Linked DNA regions of Zea mays: region 1 is linked to region 2. A link is a contact called in public Hi-C data. All regions are on one chromosome and are shown on one strand. Each heading gives the region's core, a stretch centred on a gene start, on an enhancer-like site or on the middle of the called end of the contact. The rest is flanking DNA. Distances are from core to core; before and after follow the strand shown.

Region 1 (7,794 bases), core at 3,686-6,185, 49 kb after region 2:
GTTTATTTTTCGGCTGCACCGTTTATTTTTCGGTGTAAGCTCTGCATTCCCTAATGAACGTATTTTGAACTTCTTCGCCTTCTATTTCGGCGGTATTCACGTTGACTTTTCGCGCTTCGCCTTATATTTCGGTGATATTTGGCTCTGCATTCCCTAAGGAACGACCTTTGAGCAGAAAACTTACGTTGCGCTCCCTTAGGAACGGCTTCTTGAAGCTTCAACAAACTTATATTGCGCTCTTTAAGAACGACTTTCTGTAGCTTCGGTGAAATTCTTAATGCGATTTTTAGCTCTGCATTCTTGAAGGAATATCTCTTTGTAGCTTCGGCATTCTCGTAAGTCTGTGACGAAGGTATATTTCATTTTGACATAAACGAAGCTAGTACAGAGAATTAAAAAATAGCAAGAAAACTAGGTTTACATTGATTGTTCCTTATTAAAAAGAAAACAACAGTGAATGTAAAATTGTGCCAAATGTAGGATATCTCTCAATATATGTGTTTTGATTCTGGCACAATGCTGTTAACTGTGCGAGCTTCGGACCCTTCCCTGAAATCTCGCTGCTGATGGGTCTATTGGCTCCCTTCTGGCTGCTGACCTCGTGAGTAGGCAGGCTGTAGTGGCGGCGGAAGTGGAAGCTGTGGCCAAGAAACTTGCGGCTGACTAGCCGAAGCAACAGAAGTTGCGGGATGATTACCCACATATTCTGGTATGTAGGGTGAATGACACGAAGCAGTGTGCAGGACCTGCTTCGGCTGATTTTTTCTGGGCTTCGGCTTCAGCAATTTCTTTTTGCTTTTGGATGGTGATTTGACACGTTCTTGTATTGTGGCCCTTGTCTTCACCACAGAATAGGCAGTAGATTTTCCTGGGCTGGTCCCCATATCTTCCTCCGAAGCCCCTGGCGCCTCTACCTCTTGGAGCTGGCGGCCAGAAAGAGCTTTGTTGCTGTCCCGAAACTTGCGAAGAATACTGCGGTCTCTGCTGTTGACTTCCTCTGTCATCACTCTGGATGGAGTTGTGAATTGACCTGACATGCCTCGGGTGGATTCTTCCTCCGAAGCCCCTGGTCATTTCAGAGAACCTATATGCTTCCTCCCTTCTTTGGCAGAAGTCATTGTCGGCCCGGATATACTCATCCATCTTCTAAAGCAGCTTCTCCAGAGTCTGTGGAGGCTTTCTAGCGAAATACTGAGCGGTAGGTCCTGGACGAAGCCCCTTAATCATGGCTTCAACAACAATTTCATTAGGCACTGTAGGCGCTTGTGCTCTGAGACGCAAGAACCTTCAGACATATGCCTGGAGGTACTCCTCATGATCTTGCGTGCACTGAAACAAGACCTGAGCTGTGACTGTCTTCGTCTGGAAGCCTTGGAAGCTTGTCACCAGCATATCCTTGAGCTTCTGCCACGAAGTAATGGTCCCTGGCCAAAGATAAGAATACCATGTTTGGGCCACATTCCGAACTGCCATGACGAAGAACTTGACCATGACAGCTGCATTGCCTCCATATGAAGATATAGTTGCTTCATAACTCATCAAAAACTGCTTCGGCTCTGAATGCCCATCATACATGGGAAGCTGAGGTGGTTTGTATGAAGGGGGCCATGGGATAGCCTACAGTTCTGCTGCCAAGGGAGAAGCATCATCAAAAGTAAAGGTATCATGATTAAAATCATCATACCATCCATCGTTGTTGAACAAGCCTTCTTGATGAAGCTCCCTGTGTTGGGGCCTTCGATCTTGTTCATCTTGAACAAGATGGCGTACTTCTTCGGTGGCTTCATCGATCTGCCTCTGAAGATCAGCCAGTCGGGCCATCTTCTCCTTCTTCCTTTGCACTTGCTGATGGATTATCTCCATGTTTCTGATTTCTTGGTCCAACTCTTCCTCCTGGAGTGTTGGACTAGTGACCTTCCTCTTCTAGCTTCGGGCCTCTCGAAGAGAGAGGGTCTCCTGGTTTGGGTCTAGTGGCTGCAGTGCGACAGCCCTTGTCGCTGAAGCTTTCTTCGGCGGCATGATGAAGATCAGTGCTTGCCGAAGGTGGTCGAAAAGAGGGTTCACCGGAGGTGGGCGCAAATGTTGGGGACTTGTTCTCAAATGCTATGAGTTAAAAACAAGGCAACACAAAATGTTAAATATTAATGTCCTTCGTCCTTCGAAGCATTATTTCCCTTAGGATATAATGATCTTCAGACGAAGGTTATGAAGGATGTACCTTCATAAATGCGATATATGTTAATGAAAGAAGAAGTATATGTAATATAAGAGACAAGATAAACAATCACATAACCTTATTAATTTATTGTATTATCCTGGAAAGACAGAAACAATATTGAATTACAAATGTACCTTCGACTTGATATAAGGCAAAAAAGTACAAGCGTGACGCAAAAGCAAGTACAAGTCAGCGTGAACAGTACAAGGGCACTATTCACCTATTTATAGGCACAGGACACAGCCTATGAGAGATTACAATTATGCCCTTTACATTCGCTATTGACTTATGAAAAAATCTATGAGGACTGAACAACCTTTTCCCTTTTAAGTCGGTTCCCTTTTCTGCAATTTAGCCGAAGCTCCCTTCCGCACAGCTTCGGAGCGACGACAACCTTCGTCACGATCCAGCTCTTCATCGTATCTGCTTTTACCATGAATCCGAAGATACTTGTCCATAAATCATACTTGGGAAACATTGTTAAATTATGTTTTTGAGGACCTTCGGAGGACGAAGGCCCCCAACACGCCCCTTCATCTTCGCTGTAACCAGCGGTTAAAAAGGCCAAGCGCAAATCAGACTCTGGCCCCACCTACAGGCTCGCATCCTCCCCTGAGGCGGGCCCGGGAGCCACTGTTGGTACCCTGAATCAGGGGTACCCTCTTCTACAATATGAAGACGCTGCACACGTACGAGACCTTCAGGTCACACGGAGAGTGGCACCCGACTCCACCACATGAGCAGGCCTAAGGGTGCCACGTGGCGAGGAAGGATAATACATCCCGGGAAACACCGTTGGGTCCGGACCTTCGCAGAGGAACACCGGACCCCTGTGAAATACGAGTCTGGAGCTCCCGAGGAGACATGCCGGGTCCCACAAGTGGATCCCAGGTCCCCCTCGAGTGAGGTCCGGGCCTTAGCGAGGTCCCGGGACGGGGAGGACCCTCGCACAGGCAGGGGTCCGGTGCCGACACGTGTCCAGGCCTTACCCTACGCTCCCCGCTCAGGCGGAGACCCGCAGCGGCCGCGACGCTTGAGGCTTGTGACATAAGCCAATAGGCCGAGCCTGACGTAAGGCACATACGGCTGTGCAACCTTTGCATTTATTGCGGAGAGGACGCGCCGCCTGCCACCACGCTGTCAGGCGACGCGCCCTCTCAGCATTTAATGCGTCCTGTCCAATCCACCGGCAGGCGGCGTCAGGGTCACCCAGCAGACGGCGCGCCTGACCAGTCTGTTGGTGAACAGTGCGCTTGTGCCGAGTGGCGCACAATACTCATCATCCCTTCTACAAGAAGCTTCCCCTGCACGTCGAGGATACGGAGATCTCGGGCGTCAGGGCACAAGAAGATTGCCCCAAGCAGCAAACATTTGTGGCTCCAAGCGCTATATTCTTTATGTCCCTGGGCCCACCTGTCGGGGCCCAGTATCTTTGTGCATGCCCCCCTTCAGCTATAAAAGGGGAGGTATGCGACGTTACACACAAGCTTAATCTTTCAGACCCAACCTCAGACACTCACAAGTTCATACAAGCTCACAAGCAATACATCACACAGTGGAGTAGGGTGTTACGCTCCGGCGGCCCAAACCACTCTAAACCCTTGTGTGTTCCTGTATTCTTCCCGTTTTCCCGACTAACGAGCAAAACGCCTACGCCCCTCCTCATCTTAGGATTTAAGGCGGGTGCACTCTGCCACCCGATCGGAGATTTGCTCTCCAACAGTATATGTCTCTTGTAACTTTAAATCTTGTTTCTCAATTTATATTTATTTGATATAATTAATTTAAATTATCTTTAAATATTGCACTTTTTAATGGAGATGAATTTTTCGTAAAGATAAATTTTCCAACAGAGATGTAGACGAGAGAAAAACCTTCCTCGTGAATGTTCACGTGGATAGAATCTCATTTCAAAATCTATATAGGGCCTCAGACCGTCACCGCCCTGCTGTCCTGCTTGGGAGCAGCTGCTCCCAAGTCAAGCGCCGCCCTCGTACTGGGCTTCTGTCAGTGGACGGCCCATACTGTTGCCTTTCTCAGCTAGCCACGATGTCGCGACCCGGCCCTGCTCCCCGTGCGGCGCGGGGACGTCGCGGTCACCCGCGATCAGGGGACTGGCTGGTGGTGTTTGCTCGTGCGTCCTTGACTCCTTGTGCTGCTTGTTGCTCCGGCGAGTCTCGGGCTAGGCTACCAGTCTACCACGCCCGTCCCAGGCAAGAAACAAGTGGAGCTTACCCTTCATCGAAAATCTTGATCCTGTACTCAGGGGCGAAGCTACATGTTAGCTCGTGGATGCACATGCACCTCCCTAAAATTCAGAATTTAGTTATAATAGTTAAATTTTCACCATATATGCATCACTCATATCTCATCCTTATGCACCCGCAAGGGAGTTGCACCCCAATATATTTGCTCTAGCTTCGCCACTGCTTGTACTCCTCCTGGTAAAGTAAGGTAGATTGCATATTTACTTACCTTGCATTTCTTCTTCACCAAAGAAACACGGCAACATCAGGTCAAGTTGTAAACAGTGCTCCTTAAGCACGACAGAATCCACTCTCCATGCGTGCAAACCGAGCACGTTCGTCTTGTTCCCTAAGCCAAGAAGGTGGGGGTTATAATGGTAATTTCCCCGCGCGTCTCCTTCCCCGGTGTTCGGAACCCCGGTCCGGTCCCCTCGAGCTCGAGGCCTCTCGATTTGAAATCCCCACCTCAAGACCGGGGAAAAAAGATTAGGAGAGGAAAAAAAAAAAGAACGAAGAGCTCTCGATCTAGGGATTCCCTTCCCGGGTCTCGTTGCTCTCCTCGTCCAAATCCCCAGGCCAGCCTAGCGGCGCAGCCTGCACGCCCCCGCCCCCCGGACCATGGCCGAAGACCACCTCTCCTCCGCGCCGTCCGCCCCATCGGCGGCGGCGGCCGCGGCCGCGGCGGCGGTCGGGTCCTCGGTGATCCCAATCGTCAACAAGCTGCAGGACATCTTCGCGCAGCTGGGGAGCAGCTCCACGATCGACCTGCCGCAGGTGGCCGTGGTCGGGAGCCAGAGCAGCGGCAAGTCCAGCGTCCTCGAGGCGCTCGTCGGCCGCGACTTCCTCCCGCGGGGCTCCGACATCTGCACGCGCCGCCCCCTCGTGCTCCAGCTCGTGCACCAGCCGCGCCGCCCCGCCGACGCAGAGGCCGATGAGTGGGGCGAGTTCCTGCACCTCTCGGGGCGTCGCTTCTACGACTTCCGCGAAATCCGACGCGAGATCCAGGTCCCCATCCCTTTGCCTTAATCCCTCGTGCGGTTATTTGGCTGGAATAAACACTTTTACTTGACTGTGCGTGTACATTCAATGGATAATTATTATTGGTCGGGACTTTACTAGTAGTAGTAATATTGTGCTGTGGCTGCTCGCTAGGGCTGCAGATGACTGTTTAGGAATACTCCTGTTGGTTTCGAGGAATCATTCTTCGCGGTGGTTTCTGGTGTGTTCATGGGTCAGCACAGTTGGGCTCTGAGATTGGAACGATGGTAAATGCTAGGTTAGGTGGTGTTGTCTCTGGTGTTCAGTGCTAGTGATGATGTTATTTCGTTGCTGCTTCCTGTGGTGACGATGTGGGCATGTGGTTGTTAACGACTACAGAGTACAGAATGCCATAATTTACTTGGTTGTCTTCAGGTTGGCCCTTGCAGGTTTATTGTTCTCCACATGAGTTAACGAGTTGCTTGGATATTGAAATTCTATATGGGTTATCACGTAGTTTCTTGTTAATATAGTGGTTTCGATGTTGTCCCCAATACAACTTGGTTACATTTGAAAAAAAAACCAATTCAGGTGGTATTAGTGGTTGTCAGGATGATTTGTGGAAAGTATATTTGTGAACCAGAATTTCGAAGTGGAAAGTAAGGTGTACATAAGTTTTAGTTGGGACCCAACATCCTAGTATTTGATAGAACAACAATATTATCTGTCTTGAGTGTTTGGTATTTTGTTTCACTTCAATTACGATGTTTTGTTTTGTTAGTGTGGGCTGGAGTTGAGATTAGTGCTGCACAGACCATTCTTAAACGACTCTCTGCATCTATGCAGGCTGAAACAGATCGTGAGGCAGGTGGTAACAAAGGTGTATCGGATAGGCAGATACGGTTGAAGATCTTTTCTCCGAATGTCCTTAACATTACTTTAGTCGATTTGCCTGGAATCACTAAGGTGCCAGTTGGTGACCAGCCAACTGATATTGAAGCCAGAATAAGGACTATGATAATGTCATACATCAGGCACAAGACATGCATCATCTTAGCTGTTTCGCCAGCAAATGCAGATTTAGCAAACTCTGATGCTCTTCAAATGGCTCGGGTTGCTGATCCTGATGGTATGTGTGCCCTGCATAATCTACGTCCTGTCCACTATAACATTTCAGTTCAGAAATATTATCTTATCATGATGATTTATTATTTTCATAGGTTCTCGAACAATTGGTGTTATCACAAAGGTTTTTTCTTTCTTTCCTTCACCTTAATTTCCAAGTTACATTTTGGCCATCCTATCTCTCCTGTGCCACTGATTGCAATCTATTCTGATGTTCTGTTTCTTCCAGTTGGACATAATGGACAGGGGCACTGATGCCCGGAACTTTCTGCTGGGAAATGTGATCCCCTTAAAGCTTGGCTATGTTGGTGTCGTCAACCGCAGCCAGCAGGTACTTTTCTCTCTCTCTATCTTGGTTAAGGTTATTGGTTTGCACAAGTTTGTCGAACTTAAGGCTTCATCTGCATCAACAAGAATTGTGTTTCCATCTTGTTGAGATAATTCATTTTATGGTATAAATTTATTGTTCAAGTGGTTCATAACTTATATAATTGTAACATTGAGATGGCTGTTTGTTGCATTGCTGCCTCTTGGCTGCTGATTTAGAGCAAACTAGCGATAGCTTTATTAAACTATCAGAGAATTCTGTATACGACAACAACAACAATAAAGCCTTTTAGTCCCAAGCACATTGGGGGTCTGACGGTATGCTATAGTTGAAACCCAACAGAAACCACGAGCGAAGGTTCAAGCACATAGGTTATAGGTATCTGGATTCCATGTACTATTCAAAGCTAGGTATATTTCATCCTTTCAAGTCTCATTTTACTGTCTCTTCCCATGTCAAATTCATCCTTCCACCTCCATTTCCATTGCTTTCACAACTTAGGACCCCACTACGCATTGGTACCTCTAGAGGTATCCGTTGGACATGTCCAAATCATCTCAACCGGTGTTGTACAAACTTCTTTAATTTGCTAAAAAAGGCTATCACATATATCATCGTTCTAGAGTCGATCCCTTTTTGTATGGCCACAAATCCAACACAACATAAGAATATCAGAGAATTATGTATATTTGGTTAAATCAGACGAACAATCATTATCCACATCATGCTTAATAACAATAAAATACATGCATTTATTTGGTTTGCAAAAGCTTTTTATTTCACCAATCTATATCCTTTCTAATAATGCAGGATATCAACTCTGACCTCAGTATCAAGGATGCTCTGGCTCGTGAAGAAAAATTCTTCCGTACTCAGCCAGTATGTAGATCTAAACCTTT
Region 2 (7,480 bases), core at 3,273-5,772:
CTAGCTCCCGCGGGATGTCAGCGCGAGGCACCGGCCTAGGGAGATCACCGTCCTCCGGCATGCCGAGATGGTTGCCTTCGGAGGGATCCCCTAGCTCGACGTGGAAACATTCGCGTCTTGGGCCGCAGTCCTTGTCGTCAAGGCTGCGGCTACCGTCGGAACAGTCGGAGAGGCAGTAGTCACATGCGGTCATAAAGTCCCGCATGGCACTGGGGTTGCCAAATCCAGAGAAATCCCAACAGATGCTGGGATCGTCATCTTCCTCGGACCCAGAGGGCCCGTAGGTCGAGACGTCCGTCAATCGGTCCCAAGGCGACCGCATACGAAACCCCAGAGGGGTTGCACTCGCCTCAACGAGAGCGCCCGCCAAAGCGAGGTCGCTAGACGGGTTGAGGCCGAGTCGAAATGACATAGGATGGGAATCAGTTAGTACCTTTTGGTCGACGAGGAGCGACATAGTCACGTCGGGGACTGATTGCGTCGTCGTCTTGGGTACGAGGGCGACGTCCTGCAGGCCCTCCGCGAGCGTGCTGGCGTCGTCCACTTGCTCGGGATTGGCGTGTCGCGGGGGGACGGCGCTCGCCTCCGTCTCAAACGCGAGGTCAACGCCCGACGCATCCCCCGTTGGGGCGCTGGGGGCGTCGATTCGCTCGACAGCCGACGAAGCGCGGTCTCCCGCTTGGCCTTGGTTGCCCCGCCTCCTCCTCCGTTGGCGGGGGAGAGGACGAGGCGAGCTCGAATGTCGTCCTTCCACCACGCGGGAAAGATGTCGTCGATTCCGCCGCCGGCGGGCGGGTTGTCGGCCGCCATTGTCGTTGTCGCGCGGCGGTGGAAGGAGTATCATGTCGTAGCTGCCATCGAGGGACATGAACTCAAGACTCCCGAAACGGAGCACCGTCCCGGGTTGGAGAGGTTGTTGGAGACTGCCCATCTGGAGCTTGACGGGAAACTGCTCGTCAACACGCAGCAGGCCCCTACCTGGCGCGCCAACTGTCGGCGTTTCGAGACCGGGGGGTCCCTAAGCCGACGAGTGAGTGTGCCGCGTGCCCCAACCCAGATGGGTTGAGCGCGTGGGCGAGCGCGAAGGGGGGAAAGGAGCGAGGAGGCCGGGGTCCGGCGAGAGAGAGATGGGAATCCCGCGGCCTTCGTGTTCGTCCCGCGCCCAGGTCGGGTGCGCTTGCAGTAGGGGGTTACAAGCGTCCACGCGGGTGAGGGAAGCGAGCGGCCCCGAGAGAGCGCCTGTCTCGTCCTCGTCCCCGCGCGACCAACCTTCTCTAAGAAGGCTCTGGTCCTTCCTTTTATAGGCGTAAGGAGAGGATCCAGGTGTACAATGGGGGTGTAGCAGAGTGCTACGTGTCTAGCGGGGCAGAGCTAGCGCCCTAAGTACATGCCAATGTGGCAGCCAGAGAGATCTTGGCACCCAGCTGGTGTGGTGTCATGGCTATCGGAGGAGCAACGGAGCCTGGCGGAGGGACAGCTGTCGGAGCGGTTGAGTCCTTGCTGACGTCCCCCTGCTTCCGTAAGGGAGCTGAGAGTCGCCGTCGTCATGGGGCTAGTGGGGCGCCATCATTGCCTATCTGGCGGAGCTGGCCAGATGGGACACCGGTCTTGTTCTCTGCGGCCCGAGTCGGCTCGGGGTAGGGTGATGATGGCGCTTCCTGTTGACGTGGCTGGCCTGTGCCCTAGGTTGGGCGACGTGGAGGCTCCTCCGAAGCCGAGGTTGAGTCTGTCCTTCATGGCCGAGGCCGAGTCCGAGCCCTTGGGTCGGGCGAGGCGGAGGTCGTCGGCAGAGGCCAGGGCGGTGTCCGAGCCCTGGGGTCGGGTGAAGCGGAGTTCGTCGTCTTCCGGGGCTGAGCCCGAGTCCGAGCCCTGGGTCGGGCGGAGCGGAGTTCGCCGTCTTCCGGGTCTTAGCCCGAGTCCGAGCCCTGGGTCGGGCGGAGCGGAGTTCGCCGTCTTCCGGGTCTTAGCCCGAGTTCGAGCCCTGGGTCGGGCGGAGCGGAGTTCGCCGTCTTCCGGGGCTTAGCCCGAGTCCGAGCCCTGGGTCGGGCGGAGCGGAGTTCGCCGTCTTCCGGGGCTTAGCCCGAGTCCGAGCCCTGGGTCGGGCGGAGCGGAGTTCGCCGTCTTCCGGGGCTTAGCCCGAGTCCGAGCCCTGGGTCGGGCGGAGCGGAGTTCGCCGTCTTCCAGGGCTGAGCCCGAGTCCGAGCCCTGGGTCGGGCGGAGCGGAGGTCGCCGTCTTCCGGGGCTTAGCCCGAGTCCGAGCCCTGGGTCAGGCGGAGCGGAGTTCGCCGTCTTCCGGGGCTGAGCCCGAGTCCGAGCCCTGGGTCGGGCGGAGCTTCCTATGGCGCCTTTGGCAGGGCCTGGCTTCCTGTGAGCATCACTCTGTCAAGTGGCGCTGCAGTCGGAGTGGCGCAGGCGGCGCTGTCCTTCTGTCAGACCGGTCAGTGGAGCGGCGAAGTGACGGCGGTCACTTCGGCTCTGCCGGGGGGCGCGCGTCAGGACAAAGTTGTCGGGCTACCTTTGCGTTAAATGCTCATGCGACTCGGTCGGTCGGCGCGATGATTTAGTCAGGATTGCTTCTTAGCGAAGGCAAGGCCTCGGGCGAGCCGGAGATGTGTCCGCCGTTAATGGGGGGCCTCGGGCGAGACGGAAACCCCTCGGGGTCGGCTGCCCTTGCCCGAGGCTAGGCTCGGGCGAGGCGTGATCGAGTCGCTCGTATGGACTGATCCCTGACTTAATCGTACCCATCAGGCCTTTGCAGCTTTATGTTGATGGGGGTTACCAGCTGAGAATTAGGCGTCTTGAGGGTACCCCTAATTATGGTCCCCGACAAATATGTTCTGTCTTTGAAAGCATACACTGAGGGGGAGATTGATGGGGATAACAACATGCCAACATGTGTACGGGGCAACAGTCATTCCATAGGGATTGAACCCATCGGTGGCTAGCGCAACACGTCGAGCCTCTTTGGCTTTCTCACGGTGAATAGCATCAAAGTGTTTCCATGCTTCATCATTGGATGTGTGCACCATCTTATCAGGATTGTATCGTTCGCCATTTTGTGCCATGTCATTTGTTTCGTGGATTTCTCGGTCATGTATAGATGTTGGATCCTCGATATGAATGGAAGGTGGCGCAGGATTGTCATAGGGATGTCGAGCTGCCTCTTCTGTCCATCACCAGAGTCTACCTCCATGAACCTAGACAATTTATACTTCGGACAGTACTATGCCTCCACGTATTCTTTCCTAAATAGCACATAGCCTTTCGGCCAAGCATGTATCTGCTCATACGCCATCTTGAGTGCACGATTGTGCCTCGTACATGCTCTTTGGCAGAACGTGATTGTAACACCATGAATTTGGGGTATAAAATTTCTTCTCTAATATCCACCAAATTTAGGTGTTACCTCTCTTATCCTCTCTCCATTTTCTTTTTTCTTTTTATTTTAGTAGAGGAATGGCTATTTTATTTGGAGATGTAATAATACTTTAGTAGATCAAAATCCAAGGGAGTATGAATTGTTGCATCATGATGAACCCTAAATTCTATTATTGCTCGATGCATATTCTTGTGGAGTCCCAATTTGAATTTGAGGCATATTTGCATTTGAATTCAAATGACAAAATAAAAGGAAAAGGAAGCATAATTCAAGAATAAAAGAAAAGGGAAATGAAGCTCGTGGCCCCTTCCCCTCGGCTTTTGGCCCATTTGGCCTGGTTCAGCCGAGCACCCGCCTCCCCCTTTCTTTCTGACCCGTGGGACCGGCCTATTGGAGCGCCAGCTTCACCCGCGCACTCGCCCTCGCTCTCCCTGCCCTAGGTCCCACCTAGCGGCACAACCTCGCTTGGTCATTGCGAGCGTGCTGGCATCGGTCTGCTGACCAGCGGACCCCACCTGTCAACCCCTTTCCCCTGGCCAACTACCAACCCAACTCCCTCCCCGCGCACGTCGCCCACCTGCCCACCATAGCCGAAGCCGTAGAGCTTAACCACCCCCACACGTGCGACCTACCCCACTGCTTGCCCCGGTTTCTACCCCGCACCACTCCCTCGTCTCGTCTGTGGCTGTTGCCCACCGCGCCCCTGTCGCCCCGCTCAGTTTTGCTCATCACCACTGAAGCTTGCTAGGAAGCACTGTCGTCCATGCATTCGTCGAGCCCTAGACCCCATCCTAGGCTGGAGCACGGCATCCGCCGCTCGTGCACCTGCCACACCCGAAGCACCGTCGAGTTGGCTTGGCCGAGCTCCACCATAGGTGAGAACCATAGGCCCTCTCCTCCTCTCTCTCTCTCATTCGCTCTCCATCCTCTCTCTGCCCACGCCGGTGAACTATCGCGACGGCACCGAGTCTTCATGGTGGGCCCTCCCCGACCATCTGCCGTCGCCCAAATCCCCTGTCGCCTCTGGTCACGGCGCCGCGGCACCTCGCTCGCCGCGCGCGCGTTCGAGGTAGGCGACGGCCCTGACCAGTGGGCCCTGCCTAGCAGCCTCCCCGCGCACATCCTCTCTCTTCCCCTCTCTGGGTCTTTGACCAGTGGGCCCCACCCATATCAACCCCTCCGTGCTTCTAATCTCGACCATCTATTCCTGATCCGGTGGCCGAGAAACCCCGATACCCCTTCACCCGCGGGCACTTTGCTTAAGAGGCCCCTGACTTCCCGGATTTCAACCCGCCGTCCTCAGCCCTTGCAACCAAGCCCCTGGGATCATGCAGAGAGACCCCCATGCTTTTATTTAATTAGAGAAATGTGTTTAAAATAGGGTTTTGAATCCCAAAGCTTTCAAAATTCATAACTTTGTCATATGAACTTCAAATTAGGTGGTTCAAAATGCAAAATGTTCATCATGTTATTGTCTATCTGTTAAAATACTGCCCACCTATTGTTTTTAAGTCTCAATTTATAGTTGATCTCTAGGTTAGATTTGAAGCCATAGGAACTCTATTAGGGATAAAATAAACATAGAAACCCCCCATGAATGTTCAAATGCTTAACTTTATATATCCAACCCTATTTAATGTATAATGCCATCCCTGAACTAACTATATTTGATCAAGTGATTGTATTAAGATAGACTTGGTTAGGGAACAACAGACCACTTGGCATAGTGACCTACCCCAAACTTAGAAAGCACCTTCTTGTATTTACCTTTATATTGAAACTGCGATTACTCTGTTGCATATGTGTGGTGTACTATTCTTTTGTTATTCCCCAAGTGTGTTGAATGAATGGTTGTTTTGCATAGACAATGAGCAGTTTGTGGTTCCCAAGGGAGTTGTAGGAGATTTCCCCAAGTGTCCTCTGACCCATTATGTCCTACTTACTTTATAATTCATAATCTCGCATACCATGATCAACCTAATGATTGACTAGTGTTCTGTTTTTCCCGTCCTTGGTTATCCTTTGGGATTTGGCTACTATGATTAATATCATGCTAGTGTTTTACTTTAATCAATGAAAATGATGAGAATATTTATGATATGATGATGTTATTTTGGATATGATGATGAATTTATGACACTTTAGGGGACTCGGGTTGTTTCTCGAGTAACTCTCCGTAAGGACCTGTTGGTTGGATGACCACCCGAGAAAATAGTATAACCATGAGGGTGGTATGGGACACCCTTAGCTGATTAATTAGAAGAACTTGGGGTGTAGTCGGCTTCACCGTTGTGCCGTCAATGCGGTACATGCACAATACTTGCTCTACCGAGGCTGAGTGCCGAGGTTCGTTCGTTTTGCTTTTGTTAGTCACCCCTCCTGCGGGGAGAGGTACTATGTTTATCAAACTAGAGAAACCTAATGGGCGACTATGACCTTTGGGGAATCTTTGTAAAGGCTACGTAGTGAATCCCTAGCCACTCACCTCGGTAGTGAAGACCAGGTCTTGCAAACCTAGGCTAGATAGGGAATCACGACTCATGGGTAAAGTGTTGGGTCTCTGAAGAGGAATGAAACTGGTATATCAGTCGTGCTCACGGTTATGAGCAGCCTTGGAAACTCCTTTGATTAGAGATATTCTGGATACATTTATGAAGATGGCTTATTGATGATAATTATAATGATGGATTCTGGTATTTCCTCTTGGAGGGGGTACTTTTTGGGTTAATAACATGGGGTAATTGATAAAACTTGCCTATATACTAGTAATAAATACCTGACCATCTAAAAGCAACTGCTTTGAGCTTTCCCCACATATAGCTAGCCCACTTTAGCTAAATGGGACATTTGTTGAGTACGTTGATGTGTACTCACCCTTGCTTAAAACACCAAACACCAGGTTGTCCCCATTGCAACTCCTGCTCAGGAGAAGATGAAGGCCACATTTAGGACTTTCAGGAGTTCTAGGACTTCGGCGAGTTCTAGAGTAGATTAGCGGCAAACCCCTAGTCAGTTGCCTATGAAGGCCTTATCGTACACATTTCGTTCAACACTTTGATTATGGTTTAAGTTAATGACTCTGTGGATGTCTCGGACATTGTGATGTAATAAATTACCACTTATTTTCACTACTATTTGAGCATTGTTTGATGATGTCCAATTATGTAATTGATGTGTACGTGAATTTCTGATTCTGTCACGTACATGCTTCGCATTCTTCTTTGAGTTGCTCTAAGCATCATATATAACCCCTTTTGTCGCGTGTACGTGGCTATTGAAAGGGAAATGTGCCCTTGGGCAATTTCTATGATGTTTTGGTGATTAAGTGCCCAACACGTTTAATTAAATTCTTATGTGCCAAATAAAGTGAAAAGTGCAAATCAAGGCAAAAGGTATGTTTCTAGACTTAGTGAATTGTTTTATGTACTAACATGGTTATCTAAGTGCTAGAAACAGTGACTAAAGAAGAAGAGAGGAAAAGGGAAAAGCTTGGCTCTGTGCAACCAATCTTCAGCTCGGTCTGGCACACTGGACTGTCCGGTGGTGCACCGGACAGTGTCCAGTGTGCCAGGCTGGTCCGCGGTGAACTCGTCACTCTCGGGAAAAGCATTGGGGCGACGTGGCTATAATTCACCGGACTGTCCAGTGGCGCACCGGACTGTCCAGTGAGCCAACGGTCGCCTGAGCAACGGTCGGCCGCGCAATCTTCGCGCGACACGTGGACTGCTCCAACAGTCAGTTGGTGCACCGGACTGTCCGGTGTGCACCGGACTGTCCGGTGAGCCAACCAGCCTAGAGGAGCAATGGTCGCCTGTGCCTGATTTGGAAGGCAATCGCGCACCGGACTGTCTGGTGCGCCACTCGACAGAAGGCAAGGATAGCCTTCCTTGTTGGTCTTCAATGGCTCCTAGCTGCCTTAGGGCTATAAAAGGGACCCCTAGGCGCATGGAGGAGACATCTAAGCATTCACTAAGCATTCTAAGACTCCCACACTTCGTCTCCGCGCATTTGATCGATTGTGTTAGTGATTTGAGCTCCGTTCGAGTTGTGAACTCTTTGTGCTACGTTTAGAGCTCAAGTCTTGGCTTGTGTGCGTGTGTG

What was found. Hi-C and Micro-C count contacts between places; a contact is called where the count stands out from the background.
Region 1: a Hi-C map of ear shows a contact between it and region 2, with 2.1 times the contacts expected there. The contact joins the promoter of LOC100383931 here to the enhancer-like site in region 2. A contact is called at or near these places in 4 of 25 Hi-C or Micro-C datasets (ear, endosperm, leaf and 1 more).

What each region holds. Positions count from the first base shown.
Region 1 is chr3:162,575,237-162,583,030 of Zm-B73-REFERENCE-NAM-5.0, forward strand. LOC100383931 reads left to right here and starts at 4,936. Exons shown (of 20, transcript NM_001362233.1): 1 at 4,936-5,469; 2 at 6,289-6,571; 3 at 6,663-6,691; 4 at 6,797-6,898; 5 at 7,706-7,774. The coding sequence starts at 5,083.
Region 2 is chr3:162,526,754-162,534,233 of Zm-B73-REFERENCE-NAM-5.0, forward strand. No RefSeq gene overlaps it. Among protein-coding and RNA genes, the nearest start is that of LOC100502228, 18 kb to the left of the region's middle. Within about 2 kb of position 4,523, at least 17 of the 20 cell types and tissues checked have an H3K27ac peak or open chromatin away from gene starts, as enhancers often do. A contact at or near this core is called in ear, leaf and tassel, where this site is marked.